3 separate regions of the Sus scrofa genome follow, and all the other regions are linked to region 3. A link is a contact called in public Hi-C data. All regions are on one chromosome and are shown on one strand. Each heading gives the region's core, a stretch centred on a gene start, on an enhancer-like site or on the middle of the called end of the contact. The rest is flanking DNA. Distances are from core to core; before and after follow the strand shown. Region 1 holds the start of PLPP5 (phospholipid phosphatase 5). Region 2 holds the start of TACC1 (transforming acidic coiled-coil-containing protein 1). Region 3 holds the start of FGFR1 (fibroblast growth factor receptor 1).

What was found. Hi-C and Micro-C count contacts between places; a contact is called where the count stands out from the background.
Region 1: a contact with region 3 is called in a Hi-C map of embryonic fibroblasts, with 2.0 times the contacts expected there. The contact joins the promoter of PLPP5 here to the promoter of FGFR1 in region 3. A contact is called at or near these places in 3 of 47 Hi-C or Micro-C datasets (embryonic fibroblasts, fibroblasts and heart right ventricle).
Region 2: a Hi-C map of subcutaneous adipose tissue shows a contact between it and region 3, with 1.9 times the contacts expected there. The contact joins the promoter of TACC1 here to the promoter of FGFR1 in region 3. A contact is called at or near these places in 2 of 5 promoter capture datasets (fetal skeletal muscle and liver), 6 of 47 Hi-C or Micro-C datasets (embryonic fibroblasts, epiblast stem cells, mesenteric adipose tissue and 3 more) and 1 of 2 datasets of contacts at active chromatin or transcription factors (skeletal muscle).

What each region holds. Positions count from the first base shown.
Region 1 is chr15:48,243,659-48,247,908 of Sscrofa11.1, forward strand. PLPP5 (phospholipid phosphatase 5) reads left to right here and starts at 2,396. Exons shown (of 8, transcript XM_005671771.3): 1 at 2,396-2,521; 2 at 2,663-2,771; 3 at 3,191-3,281; 4 at 4,149-4,212. The coding sequence starts at 2,451. It overlaps NSD3 (histone-lysine N-methyltransferase NSD3), which reads left to right. Exons shown (of 24, transcript XM_021075908.1): 24 at 1-2,015. All of the region lies in intron 15 of DDHD2 (phospholipase DDHD2), which reads right to left.
Region 2 is chr15:47,859,468-47,863,820 of Sscrofa11.1, forward strand. TACC1 (transforming acidic coiled-coil-containing protein 1) reads right to left here and starts at 1,637. Exons shown (of 15, transcript XM_021075676.1): 1 at 1,484-1,637. The coding sequence starts at 1,520. LOC106506224 (a long non-coding RNA gene) reads left to right here and starts at 2,302. Exons shown (of 4, transcript XR_001301395.2): 1 at 2,302-2,341; 2 at 2,664-2,851.
Region 3 is chr15:48,051,838-48,055,981 of Sscrofa11.1, forward strand. It overlaps FGFR1 (fibroblast growth factor receptor 1), which reads left to right and starts at 2,058. Exons shown (of 20, transcript XM_005671767.3): 1 at 2,058-2,180.

The DNA.
Region 1 (4,250 bases), core at 1,146-3,645, 190 kb after region 3:
CTGTATCGTTGGGCGGTGTGAATTAGACTTGAATGACTTCCTAAAAGGCTGATCTGTCTAGGCCGCTAGTTGTCCCGGCTGCCGCAGATGTGATCATTTGCTTTGGCCTTGGGCCACCTTGAATCCGTCTTGGGTTATTTGTAAACAAGGAGTAGAACTCACTTCATTTTCAGACAGGCTCGGGAAGAGATGTAATTAGACAGCTTTGCCATGAATTGACAAATACGGAAGAGTTGGAAATTGTATATACTGAAGTCTACCAGCTCTTATCTGGGGTGGGGTTCAGGGAGAAGGGGGGTTATGCGGGGGGGAGGGGGGGGCGGGGGGGAATGATGATGTTTACCACAGGTACGAAGTCGTCACTTTAACATTGAGACCTCTGCCTCATTGAATTCAGGTTTTTTAAGTACTTGAAACTCCTCAGATTCTCCTTATTTTACAGTTCTTTTAAAACTTATGAAGTAGCGAGCATTGTTTGTATCCTGTTTTGTCTCTTACCCCCTCTGGCGTGGGTGAAAGGGGAGCCCCGCAGGCGGCTCACAGCACGGCCGGATTCAGTGCACATGCTTGGGGAAGAGGCTCCTGCATGAAATACCAGCAGCACTTACACAAGGATTCCCTGTGTCTGTTCTTTCTTTTGTCATTTTGTCAACCCTATCCCCAAGCACCTTTTCTTTCCTTTTCATTATACGCCTGTGTAGGGAAAAAAACAGAAATTTGCACTTAATGTTACACTCCTGAAATGCTGGGTGTGTGTAGCCTGTGTGTTTCAAGCCTATTTCCGTTCTTTCCTCTTTCAGTCCATTGCTTAAGTGACAAGTTCAGATGCTTGTGGCACTTAATGTATGAAGGGGAGAGGAAGAGAATTACCTTCCTTTGGTAGCCTCTCCAAGTCATTAACATGTAAGAAAAAAAGGGAAAAGATGAATAGTTGCCAAAGTCATTTCTTCGGTCCTTAGTTTGCCTGTGTGGCATCAGTGCATCTGCTCATTGGCCAGAAAGCGCCCTGGGGCCCGAGCTCCTATCCCGACCTCCACAGAGCTCCGCTGTGTGCGGGTGGCTCTCCGTATCCAGCAGATTACCTCGGTGAGGGATTTATGTGGTATCCTTGACAGTTTAGAAGTGGACTGGATAAAATTCACTTTTACTTTGTTGTCACTAATACTGCTCTTTATCTCATTGTGCTGTCACATACCCTTTGTCAAAAAAGAAAATCACATTGCCACCAATAACCACGATGCTAAGTGAAGATTATAACTGGCTAATAAGGTTCTTTTTATATACAAGGGTGTGTGCAAAATTGGAATTGATATGAGAAATTCATTTGTATCCACTTGTGATATTGCACAACAAACACAGATACCTACAGATTCTGTTTTCATTTCCTCGTGATCTTTATCTATAATGACCTTTGTAGATTGGTTATTTCTGTACTTTATCTGTAATAAACTTTGTAGATCCTGTGAAATGTTATTTTGCCTAAATCACTTGAGACTTGAGTCTTTAATAACAAAGCATCAATATTCACTAAAGTCAATCTCTTTTGAGTTTCTGTGACTTGGCTAGAAGCTCCTGACACTAAGGGATTGGTGTTCATTCTCCCTGGGGGGTTCACTAGGGCATTACTGTATAATGACTTGATGTTGCCACATAGACTTCAAGATATATGATATTTTGGGGATTTTGTTGATTGGCCTATGTTTTATTGCATAGTGTGAAATGTGTAAAGCTTGGTTAACCTGTATATAGATAGCTTATTGTTGACCAGTTATAGTATATTTAGGATTGCTTGTAATATTTAAGCTTCTTACTACTGTGCGTGCTGGTAGGAACATATAATTTTTGTATATTTACTGAGATGTTGCCCTTTTTTATTTTACAAATACTTTGGAATTCAAATGTGTTTTTTGCTTCCGTGAGGATTAATTTGGAAAGGTTTTTAATGACATTCCACTGATTTCAGATTTTGCTTGGAGACCGACTTAAATAAATTGTCCTGTATGTTCCAAATTAAACATGTGGACTTATTCATTGCCTGTAAGTTCTTGCTGCAACTCAATGGGCAAGAGGCCATTCTGGGCCGGGGCGGGGAGTGAGGGGGTTGAAACACCCAGAAAGTCCAGCCCAGCCAGCAAGGCCTACAGCCGGCGGCTCCCGAGCGGTGTACGGAGGGAGCCACGTGCTAATGTGCTACGCTGCTAAGACACTTGGATCCGGAAACGTGGGGTCTGCGTGGCTTCCACGGAGGGAAGGCCCGGGCCTCTGCAAAGTACTAAGTCTGGAAACCACGAGGTGACGGGAGGGGGACGAATGCCAGTGGCGATTCTTCACTTCCGCCCCTCCCTCTCCCACGCCCCGCCCCGCCTTGCTCCGCCCCTGACACCGGGTGCAGCTTCGCTGCCACCACCCCAGCACCTTCCTCTCTGCAGCCACGTCAGCCGCATCCAGTGATGGGGAAAGTGGCGGCAGCGGCCTTGGGGGCCGAGGTGGGCGTGCGGATCGCGCTGTTTGCGGCCTTCCTGTAAGGACTTGGGTTCGGACCCCCGGAGACCAGCCCCGCAACCCCCGGCCGCCCGGTGGAGAGCAGATCCGCCTCCCCTCCAGGCTCCGCCCGCTTCCGGGAAGCTGCCGACGCGCCTGCACCTTTGTGTTCCCCCTTTAGGGTAACAGAGCTGCTCCCGCCCTTTCAGAGGCTCATCCAACCCGAGGAGATGTGGCTTTATCGGAATCCGTACTTTGAAGCAGAGTATTTCCCTACCAAGCCGATGTTTGTGCGTGAGAACCAGCCTTCCTTTTGACCTTCGTTCGAGTTTAATGTTGGGAAGTGGGAGGGGCTCATCCTGTCTCCAAAATGACCTTTGTTGATGTGCTAAAACTTTGTATTTAAGATCCGGATTTACAGAACAAGGTGCCCATCCACTCTGGCTCAAGATACGGGTTCTGAGGACGCTTTAGGGCGCCCGGGGTAACTGGTCATTTAGTATACGGGTGATGGGTGCTCCTGGTGGTACTGTGTGCCCAGTTTAGCGCAGACAGACACTGGACACTGCATTTGCAGGGTAACAGGTCTAACAGGTGAGCTGTGCCTTCACTTCCGTCCTTCTCTTGTAGGAGCTATTTTCATACTTGTGGGAAGTTTTATGTGCGATTTTATCTTTTGTATTTTAACCCCTGACATATTCTGGTTCAGGTTATTGCATTTCTCTCTCCGCTGTCTCTGATCCTCCTGGCCAAATGTCTCAAGAAGGCAGACACAGCAGACAGCCAACAAGCCTGCCTGGGTAAGAGCCAGCCCTCCTGGCTGGTGTCTCCCTTTAGTGCTGAGAGAAGGGTGACGACGGGTTCCCTCACTGGGGTTGCAGTCTCAGTGTGTGGGAGCCACTGACCTGTGTTCCTAAACTAATTCTGTCACCCCTGTACTCCACCTGTGAGAAGAAGTTGGTTCACTGGGTGTGTCTCAGGGCACTGGATTATTTGTCTAGAGTACGGAAGTTGTCTGTGTACCACAACAGAGTGGTCACCGAGGGCCAGAATTTTCTTTTTTTTCCTCTTTAGGGCCACACCTGCTGCATATGGAAGTTCCTAGGCTAGGGGTCAAATCAGAGCTGCAGCTGCCAGCCTACACCACAGCCACAGCAACACCAGATCCTTAACTCGGTGAGTGTGGGACTGAACCCACATCCTCATTTTTAGACTCTGCTTAAAATTCTCGGGGAAAGAGCACAGTGGCCTTAGAGAAAGGTTAGTGTGTGTTTTGCTAGCAACTTTATCTAATAACACTTAGTCTTTTTAGGGCCGCACTTGTGGCATATGGAGGTTCCCAGGCTAGGGGTCTAATTGGAGCTGCACCCAAGGCATTTGGAAGTTCCCAGGCTTGGGATGGAAACAGAGCCGAGCCAGTGGCCTACACCACAGCCACAGCAATGCAGGATCCAAACCGAATCTGTGACCTATACCATAGCTCACAGCAATGCCAGATCCTTAACCCACGGAGCCACAATGAGAATTCCCAGAATTATTCTTATACTCAGCTCTGGGTGAAGCCTGACTATTGCTCTATAGAAACCACAGTTGCTCTCTTAATGGACAGCGACCATACGACTCTTTCAAGGCAGATCCTACTAACAGCAAGTTTCTTTATTTTCCAGCTGCCAGCCTTGCTCTGGCTCTAAATGGTGTCTTTACCAACACAGTAAAACTGATAGTGGGGAGGTAAGTGACAAGAGCCAGCCTCTGTGCCCGTCTCAGGA
Region 2 (4,353 bases), core at 387-2,886, 190 kb before region 3:
ATGATTGCAGATCTGTATATGAGAGGAACCCAGCCCTGAAGGAGCTTAGAGTCAACCGAGCTGGCAGCTACAGGCCTGCACCTGCTGGTATATGAATGCTAATGTCCCTTGTTAAGGCACAAACCCTGACATGGCACTATGGCTACCTCCTACAGAACCCTGAGGGTTTTCAGCTCTACATTTGTACTTCACACTGCCAGGGTTGGGAAGATCTGTCAACATTGTTCGCCTGCTTCAGTAAAATAATCTTTTAAAATTCATTTATCTCTTACAACACGTCTGTGAGCTGGGGTTATTATTGTCTCATTTGACAGATGAGGAAACGGGCTGAGGACATTCACCTTGTCTGAAGTCACGCAGCTGGAGAATATGGGGACCGAGAGTCAAACCCCCACCTTGGTTTGGAGCAGGGCAGCCTGGCCTCAGTACAGATCCCTCCTCTGCATTTATTAGGTGTGTCTCCAGCCTCAGTTTCCCCATCTGTAAAATGGGGATGATGATGATAATACCCACCACCTTTAGAATGGTGCCGGCACACAGTCTGTGCTCAACAAGAGTTAGTTGCTATCTTAAGATCACCAAGAAATAGATTACGACTCATGCATCCCATCCATTCTCTCATTTGTTTAGCTTGTTAGAGAACAGTACAGCAAGGTGATAGGTGCATAAGGAGCAAAATGTGTGCTCTAGAGAAGGACCATTGGAGTTCAGAGAAGGGGCATTTGAAATGGTTCGTTTATGATAAAAATCTGAGTACTTGTGCAGAAGCCATGCTGCATTCTCTGTATCAGTTCAGTGTCAGCAGGTGCTGCCAAGGCTAGCCTCTCAGGGACGAACTGCTGGGGCATGTCCCTAATGATGGCGAGGGCCACATGCAGCCTTCAGGGTTGACCAGTTAGCTCCGCCACAGACGTGGATGTCTCCAAGGGCACCTGGGCTCTGCCCATAAAGGCGTAGCATTGAGCTCCAGTCTCACATCCCCACACCTGAGAAACAGCTCAAGGTGTGTATTCCCATGATGCGGGGAGGAGGAGGGAGTTTGGTGGGCAGGACACAGGTCCTGGGAAACAGCTGGACCACAGCTCACCAAGGTGAAAATGCCTTTTCCTTCTGCATCCATTTGGATCACTTCTCTCTGAATCTACTCAGAGCTGAAGGTATTTACAAATGCTCCTTGACTCCTTGCCCACCAAAAGAAAAGGAAAAAGAAAAAGAAACAAAGAAGTCAGGGAATTCCCAGAATTCTACCCTAACACTTCTACATCAGAAGGCAAACAAGAGGTAGTGCTTCCAGAGACCCAAGAATTAAAGTTAAAATTGGAAAGAAAGAGAGGAAAGAAATGCCTGACGTCCCTGGCGTCCACTCACCCACAGCACTGTCCCATCGTCAAGAAAACGCCCCCAGCCCGAGCTTAAAGGTCAAGGGCTCTGCTTTGCTCCGTAAGTGTCAGACAACCCAAGCACACGCAGCCCCCGTTCCTACCTCGTAGGCGGTGGTCCCCGGGTCTCCTCTCTCCCATTGGCACCACCTGCTACAGTGGCTCCATCACCTCTGCTGGGAAGCTGACGCCCCTGATCAGGGAGCGGTTCCGAGAAAGGAAGGGGAGGGCAGGCTCTGAGATCACCGACGTGGGGAGGGGTGGGTCTCCGAACCAAACACTTGGTTCTAGGGAAAAGGATGTTTTGTAAAGTTTTGGCTTGAACGTTCAGGGGCAGAACAGGAAATGTCCACTGGGTCTGGGAGCCCCACGGAGAAATCGCTGCAGCCTCCTAGCTCTCTGATCTGTGGTCCCATCTGGAATTTAAAGCTCCTCTGTTTGAAGCCTGGTGCCTTTTCCCCCCTTCCTCTTTTCCTCCAGCACTATTTTTTTTCCTCCTTAATGTAACGTCAGCTTCGTTCCTCACAAGCTGGAAAATTTTTCCTCGGCCTAAACTTGGCTCAGGAATACTCTCCCCTTGTGAGAGAATTTCTCCTGTTACACAGTTCAGATTAAAAAAAAAAAAAAAAAAAAAGAGAGAGAGAGAGAGATTTGTTTTGCCAGCTTTTGTACTAGAAACATTTTTGATGGATCACTCCCCACCCCCACCCCCAACCTCTGGATTCCAAGAAATATACACACCCACATCCCTCTTGGCTGTTTGTCTTGTTTGTTTTTTTCTTTTTTTGGCATATGGAGTTCCTGGGCCAGGGCTCAGATGCCAGCCGCAGTTGTGACCCACATCATAGCTGTGGCAATGCTGGATCCTTTAATCCACTGTGACTGGCTGGGGATGAACCCATGTCCTGGCACTGCAGAGACACCATCCACCCTGTTGTGCCACAGCAGGAACTCCTTGACTGGTTTGTTTGTTTGTTTTTCTTCTCCCTCTTCTAATTGGAAAATAATAACAGAGTTCCCTGGTGGCTCAGCAGGTTAAGGATCTGGCGTTGCCACTGTTGTGGCACAGGTTTGATCCCTGGCCTGGAAACTTCCATTGTTGTGGGAGGGGGCAAAAAAAGACAAAAATAATAATAATTGATAAAGATGGCAGTGAAAATGTCCTGTGGGTTCATAGAGTCCTGCCTGGGGCCAGCCTTCCCCACGTGCACACCTCTACCCACAGTGTAGGGCATGTGCTGCATGGCAGGGAGGGGAATTGATGATTTTCCTGGCCCTCTCCAGTTCTAGGTCTTTCCATGATGGAAGCGCAGGAATTGGCTATCACAAATGGGATCCAGTTCCCACTACAAACTGCCTCCTCAGCCCCCAGAAATGAAGCAGGAAGATTCCTCATTGTGATTCTTGGAGATGCTGAGTTGGAGGTACAGGAGGTGCAAGGGGATCCTGATTCAGTTGTTGCTGATGGCCTGGTAAGTGGCTTGTCTGTGAACTATCAAATGCAATGAAACTTGGGATCCTCATGGACCCCTGCAATAAAACTCAGTGGTTTTCACAGTTCTAACTGGAAAATTTGTCCACAAACAGGGAATTAGAACATCTCTGTTCTATTTATTAAAGGAAGGTGAATAATAAACAAATTAATAGTGTACACAAGATTACAAGAAAAAAGGTTTCATGCCAATTCATTAGGTTAGATAATTTCAAATGTTTTAGAGGTCTCCTTCATTTACAAAAATTATACAGTAGGGAGTTCCCTTGTGGCTCAGTGGGTTAAGGATCTGGTGTTGTCATGGCAGAGTGTTGGCGCGAATTCGATCCCTGGCCTGGGAACTTCTACATGCCATGGCTGTAGCCAAAAAAAAAAAAAAAAAAAAAAAAAATTGTATACATAATAGGCTGAGGCTAACAATTTTAAGATGTTGAGTTGATGTACTGATTACATATTATTTTTATCTGGTTAGTGAGGTGAAACTGACCTAGGTGATATTTTTTCTGTTCTAGTTTGACTTTGGTACCTGAACTTGAAAGTAATTGACATGCATTTATATTCTGAAATTTAGAGAGCCTATCATTTTTTTTTTCTCTTTAGGCCCCACCTGGGGCATATGGAAGTTTCCAGTTAGGGGTTAGATGTGAACCTCAGCTGTGGCAATGCCAGATCCTGTAACCCACTGTACCAGGCCAGGGATCAACCCGAGCCTCTGCAATGACCTGAGCCTCTGCAATTGGATTTTTATTCCAATGCACCACAGGGAGAACTCCAAAAGGATTTTAAAAGTAGAATTACACTAAGCTCTAGGAGCTTGACAATGATTGCTACATGTGCATTTAATTGATGAACAAATTTTGGGGTGTTTTAAGCTAAGGCAATAAATTCACTCTCATTTTTCATCCTTCAAACTCCTGCTCTATTCCAGGTAGCCTGAAAGGTTCAGGAGCTATGAGTGTAGCAGAGGAAACAGGCAAGCTAAGCAATGTAGCAGGGAGTTCCAGGTGCTATGACAGAAGATACAGTTCCCATTGTGGCTCAGCAGTCATGAACCTGACTAGTATCCATGAGGATGAGGGTTTGATCCTGGGCCTCATTCCATGGGTTAAAGATCTGATATTGCCATAAGCTGCAGTGCAGGTTGCAGATGAGGCTCAGATCTATCATTGCTGTGGCTGTGGCGTAGGCTGGGAACTTCCATATGCTGTGGATGCGGCCATAAAAAGACCAAAAAAAAAAAAAAAAAAGACTGAAGAAGAAGATACAGGTAAGATAAGAGCCCTGTAAAAACAGGGAGTGTATGGGATGGGGAACGGCTAGAGAGGCAGGTGTGGTTAAAAAAAAAAAAATGAAAGAAAAAGAAGGCCTATGGAGTCGCTTCTATAATCAATGGGAACCACTGAAAAATTTGAAGAAAGAGGGTTCATGTTTTGGAAGATGTTCTGAGAGGTACCGACGAAGAGGATTTCTGGCAGTTGGCTG
Region 3 (4,144 bases), core at 808-3,307:
AAACTCTTTCCTTAAATTAGGGGACAAGGTTATCTTGTTCAGCTTTTGAGCTTCCACAACCTTGTGGCTTTAGGTGGGGTGAGCATGAGGGAACAGTCTCTACCATGAACTTATATAGAAACTTTATACCACAAGTAATGTTTTTGCTGCACTAACATCCATTAATTTATTTGATTCTGGTGACAACTTTGTGAGGGTGTCTCAACCAAACGGGGGGAAATATGTCAACAAGTCTTGATCTTTTTCAGATGCACGATTTATTCAAAATCATACCGTTCATAAGCAGGGGACTAAAATGGAGGTGTCTTTCATACCTAAGGTGCCATACTTCACCCCCTGCCACTGTCCCCTACCTGACACCATGGTAGCCAGAGAAAAAATATAATAGACTCTTTACTTCCTGGGATAGCCTGATTCCTCAAGTCTGAGCAGGTCCAAGAATTTGCATTTTTCAGAACTTCCCCAGAGGACTGATGTTCATTTAGATTAGGGAACCACTAGAGGATACCACTCTGCAGAAGGACCCAGGGGAAAAGTCATTTTAGCCACTTTTCCTAGGGTTCCATAAAGTACTGGAGCAGTGTGCTCCCAGTGGGCTCTGATTAATTTCCAAAGCAACAACACCTCCAACTCCCCACCCCCCACCCCACCCCAACCCTTGCGTGCTCACTCTTTACTTCTAAAACCTTCACTGCAGGCTGAAGACTTCTCAAGGCCAAGAATGATGCTGTAGAATTTAGAAGCCCAAGCCCCTGTGGACCACACAACCTAAGCTATATGACTGGGGAAAGTAAGATGGAAGAGAAGGGTCTGAAGAGGGACCCTTTCCATAAAAGCAGCTTGGGGAGTTCCCCTTGTGGCTCAACGTGTTAAGAACCAAACCTAGTGTCTGAGAGGATGCAGGTTTGATCCCTGGCCTACTCAGTGTGTTAAGAATCCGGCCTTGCTGCAAGTCCGGGGAAGGTCGCAGATGAGGCTGGGATCTGCTGTTGCGCTGCCTGTGGTGTAGGCCTGCAGATGCAGCTCCACCTGGATCCCACTGGACTCCGGAACTTCATATGAAAAAGTGGGGGGAGCAACTTGGAAGCTTGGGTTTACTGAGTTACTAGGTGCCCTCATTTAATCTTCAACTGTGTATGGAAAGTACTATTATCCCCCTTTTACAGATGAGAAGACTGAGGTGTGGAGCAAGAAAACCGTTACCTCCTGGCGCGGACTCCACAGCGGATGCTACCACGTGCAACTTCAGGGCTACAGCGTCTCCCCACCTCATCCCCCAACTGCTCATCTGTCCACTGCTCGAAATTCGGGCGCCCTGCCGGCGGTGCTCAGGTGGAGGGCCACGCGAGCCGAAGGAAGCCAGAACGCAGGAAAGGAGCAGCGGAGTACCTGGAGACCCGGCCCGCTCCCCCTTCTCGGGGGCCGGGGCTCAGAACTACAAGGCCCAGCAGGCAGCTGCAGGGGGAGGAGGAGGAGGTGGGACCAGCGCGGGGTGAGAGAGAGAGAGTGAGCCCTCGCGCCTCGCCGGCGCACAGCGCTCGGAGCGCTCCTGCGGGCACTGGTGCGGCGGCCCCGGCAGCGGGCGGCGACAAGCGGGAGCCCCAACTCTGCTCCAGCCGCGGCGCGCGGAGGAGCTCGGGCTGTGCCCGGAGCTGGGCGGCGACGTCCGGGCAGGACCGAGACTCAGTTTAGCGCATTGCGGCGACCTCGCCTTCCCTGGCCGCGGGCGCGCGCTGCATCTAGGAGAGCCGCGGAGCCTGAGGACTTTTCTCCGGTCCGGGGGCGCCCCGCGGGGCGCACGGGACCAGTGCGGCAGTCGGCACGCCGCGGCGCCGGGGCCCCGGCAGGGCGATGGAGCCCGGTCTGCCAGAAGCTTGAGGGCCGCCGCCCGGTGCTGGAGAGGGGGGCCACGGGGTCTGGAGACCCCGGGCGGCGGACGGGAGCCCTCCCCCCGCCCCGCCTCCGGGGCACCAGCTTCGGCTCCATTGTTCCCGCCCGGGCTGGAGGCGCCGAGCCCCGAGCGCCACCGAGAGTCGAGCGCCCGCCGCGGGGCTATCGCGGCCCCGCCAGGACCGGAGCGGAGCCCGGGGGCGGCGGGCCGGAGCCGAGGACGCGGGCGCCCGCCCGCCCGCACAAGCCACGGCGGACTCTCCAGAGGCGGAATCGCCGAGCCCAGTGAGGTAAGAGCCTCGGCGCCCCCAGATCCGGGGCGGGCTCGGCGTCCCGAGCGGCCCCCGGCGCTGGAGCCCGCCGGCTGCGCACTCTCCCCGCCGCAGCCCAGTCGGGTCCGGCGCCTCCCTCCACTCGTTACCCGCCCCCCTCCACCCCCGGCTCCCTCCCCAGCGCCCGGCGCCCCCCTTTTGTCTCCCCTCCCTTCACTCCGTTCGCGTCGCCTTCTGCGCCCCCTCCCCGCGCTCGTCCCGCTGCTCCTCCTGCCGCCCAACTTTTCCGCCAACTCGCGCTGAGGAGCTGGTGAGGCGGCAGCGGCTCCGCGGTGAGTCCGGAGAAGGACAGGGCCGGGACCGAGGCGGCGGCGGGCCTGGGTTTCCTGGGACTGGGGAGGCGGGCGGGAATGGGCAGCGAGGGGTGTGTGTGCCTGTGCGTGTGCGTGTGTGTTGCATTCCACTCCATCTCTTTTTAATCCACCCATGGGGACTCACCCCAATCCAGCAGGTAGCTGTGGGTGAAAGGCTGAAAATCCGGGGTATTTTGAAGTCCTTTTCCACCTCCGGGCAAGTCCGGGGTCGCGGTTGCGGGTGGGTGGGCGGCTGGGGGCCTGAAGAGGGAAGGAAGTGGAGGGGTAGGTTAGCTTCTTTTCGAATAGGTTTTAAGGAGGTGTCGTCACCAAATGGCTGAATCTGCTTTAGCGGAGAGCGAGAAAGGAATTCCCTTTTCCAGAGGCGGGTTATCTTCTCCTTAGTCCATCTCTGAAAGGGTCGGAAGTTTGAGGAAGGGGAGCGCGCCCAGCGGGTGATGTTAAGCCTCATTATGGGGTCGGAGGTGGGGTGGGGAGGGGAATGTTCGTTCCAATCTGGTTCTTAGGAGGTGGGGGAAGGGATGAGGGTTTTGTCCGGTGCGGATCACTCGGCAGCGATGCATGTTGCTTCTCTGGCGCAGAACCCTTCTGCCCCCGTTCCCCTTTCCCGTTATGTTTGGGATTGGGGCGGGGGGCTCGAACTCTCATTTGCAGAGGAATTTATTGACGTTGTAGATGGGGTTCATTGAACACATATCCTGTGAAGGCAGCCAGACGCCTTGGGGTTGGGGGGCGGGGAGTGATGAAGACTGCTTCTCCCTTCTGGGCCCAGCAGCTTTAGCCCTTTCCAAAGTTTCTGCGATGTCTTCCCCCTCCCAACACCCCCCCCCCATTTTCCAGATGTAGCCGCCGCATCTGGTTCCGTTTCACCCCACACGGGTACACCGCAGCCACATTAACATCCCTCTTCTTCCCCCCTCCCCTGTCCCCCCTCCCCAAGCTTAAAACTGGTATTCTACAACTTGTCCTTACCACCTCGCTCTTTAAGAAGTTACCGTGGATCCCAAGTTATTTAGGATCTGTTGGTGCTGCTTTTTGGCTGCTGCGGGAAAGCGGCATCCGCCGGAGATGGGGCCAAGGTCTGGGTGGGTGGGTAGAAAGTGGGTACATCTCCTAAAGGTCGCCTCTCTGGCCATTGGTCTGACCCAGAACTGGCCCTGACGGAAGTTTCTAGAACCAAAGCCTGGCATTCTCGTCCCTTCAGTTACAGCTGGAGCCGCGGGAGCTTCTGACCCTGTCCGGAGCTCGGCGCCCGCCCGGTCTCGGGCCGGCAGCCCGTGGCGTCACGCGTCCCTTTTCCACTGTCCCTGGAGCGAGCCCGGGGCGCCGCGGCCCGGGGCGTGGGAGGACCCTAACCCCCGTCCCTCGGCTGTCGCTCTCTGTGTGTTTCTGTGTGTTTTTAAGGAGTTGTTTGGACTGCAGCTCCGGAAACTAAAGCGGGGCGTTTTACCACGTCAATACCCGCTGCAGCTTTGAAAAGCGTCAGGTTGCTGAGGGGTTTGGGTTCTACTCTTTGAGGCTGGAAAGCGCCTTCTGGTTCCAAAGTTGTGGCCGGGTGGGGAGAGTTGGTGGGGAGAGCTGGTCTCGCACCCTCTCTTTTCCAGCCTC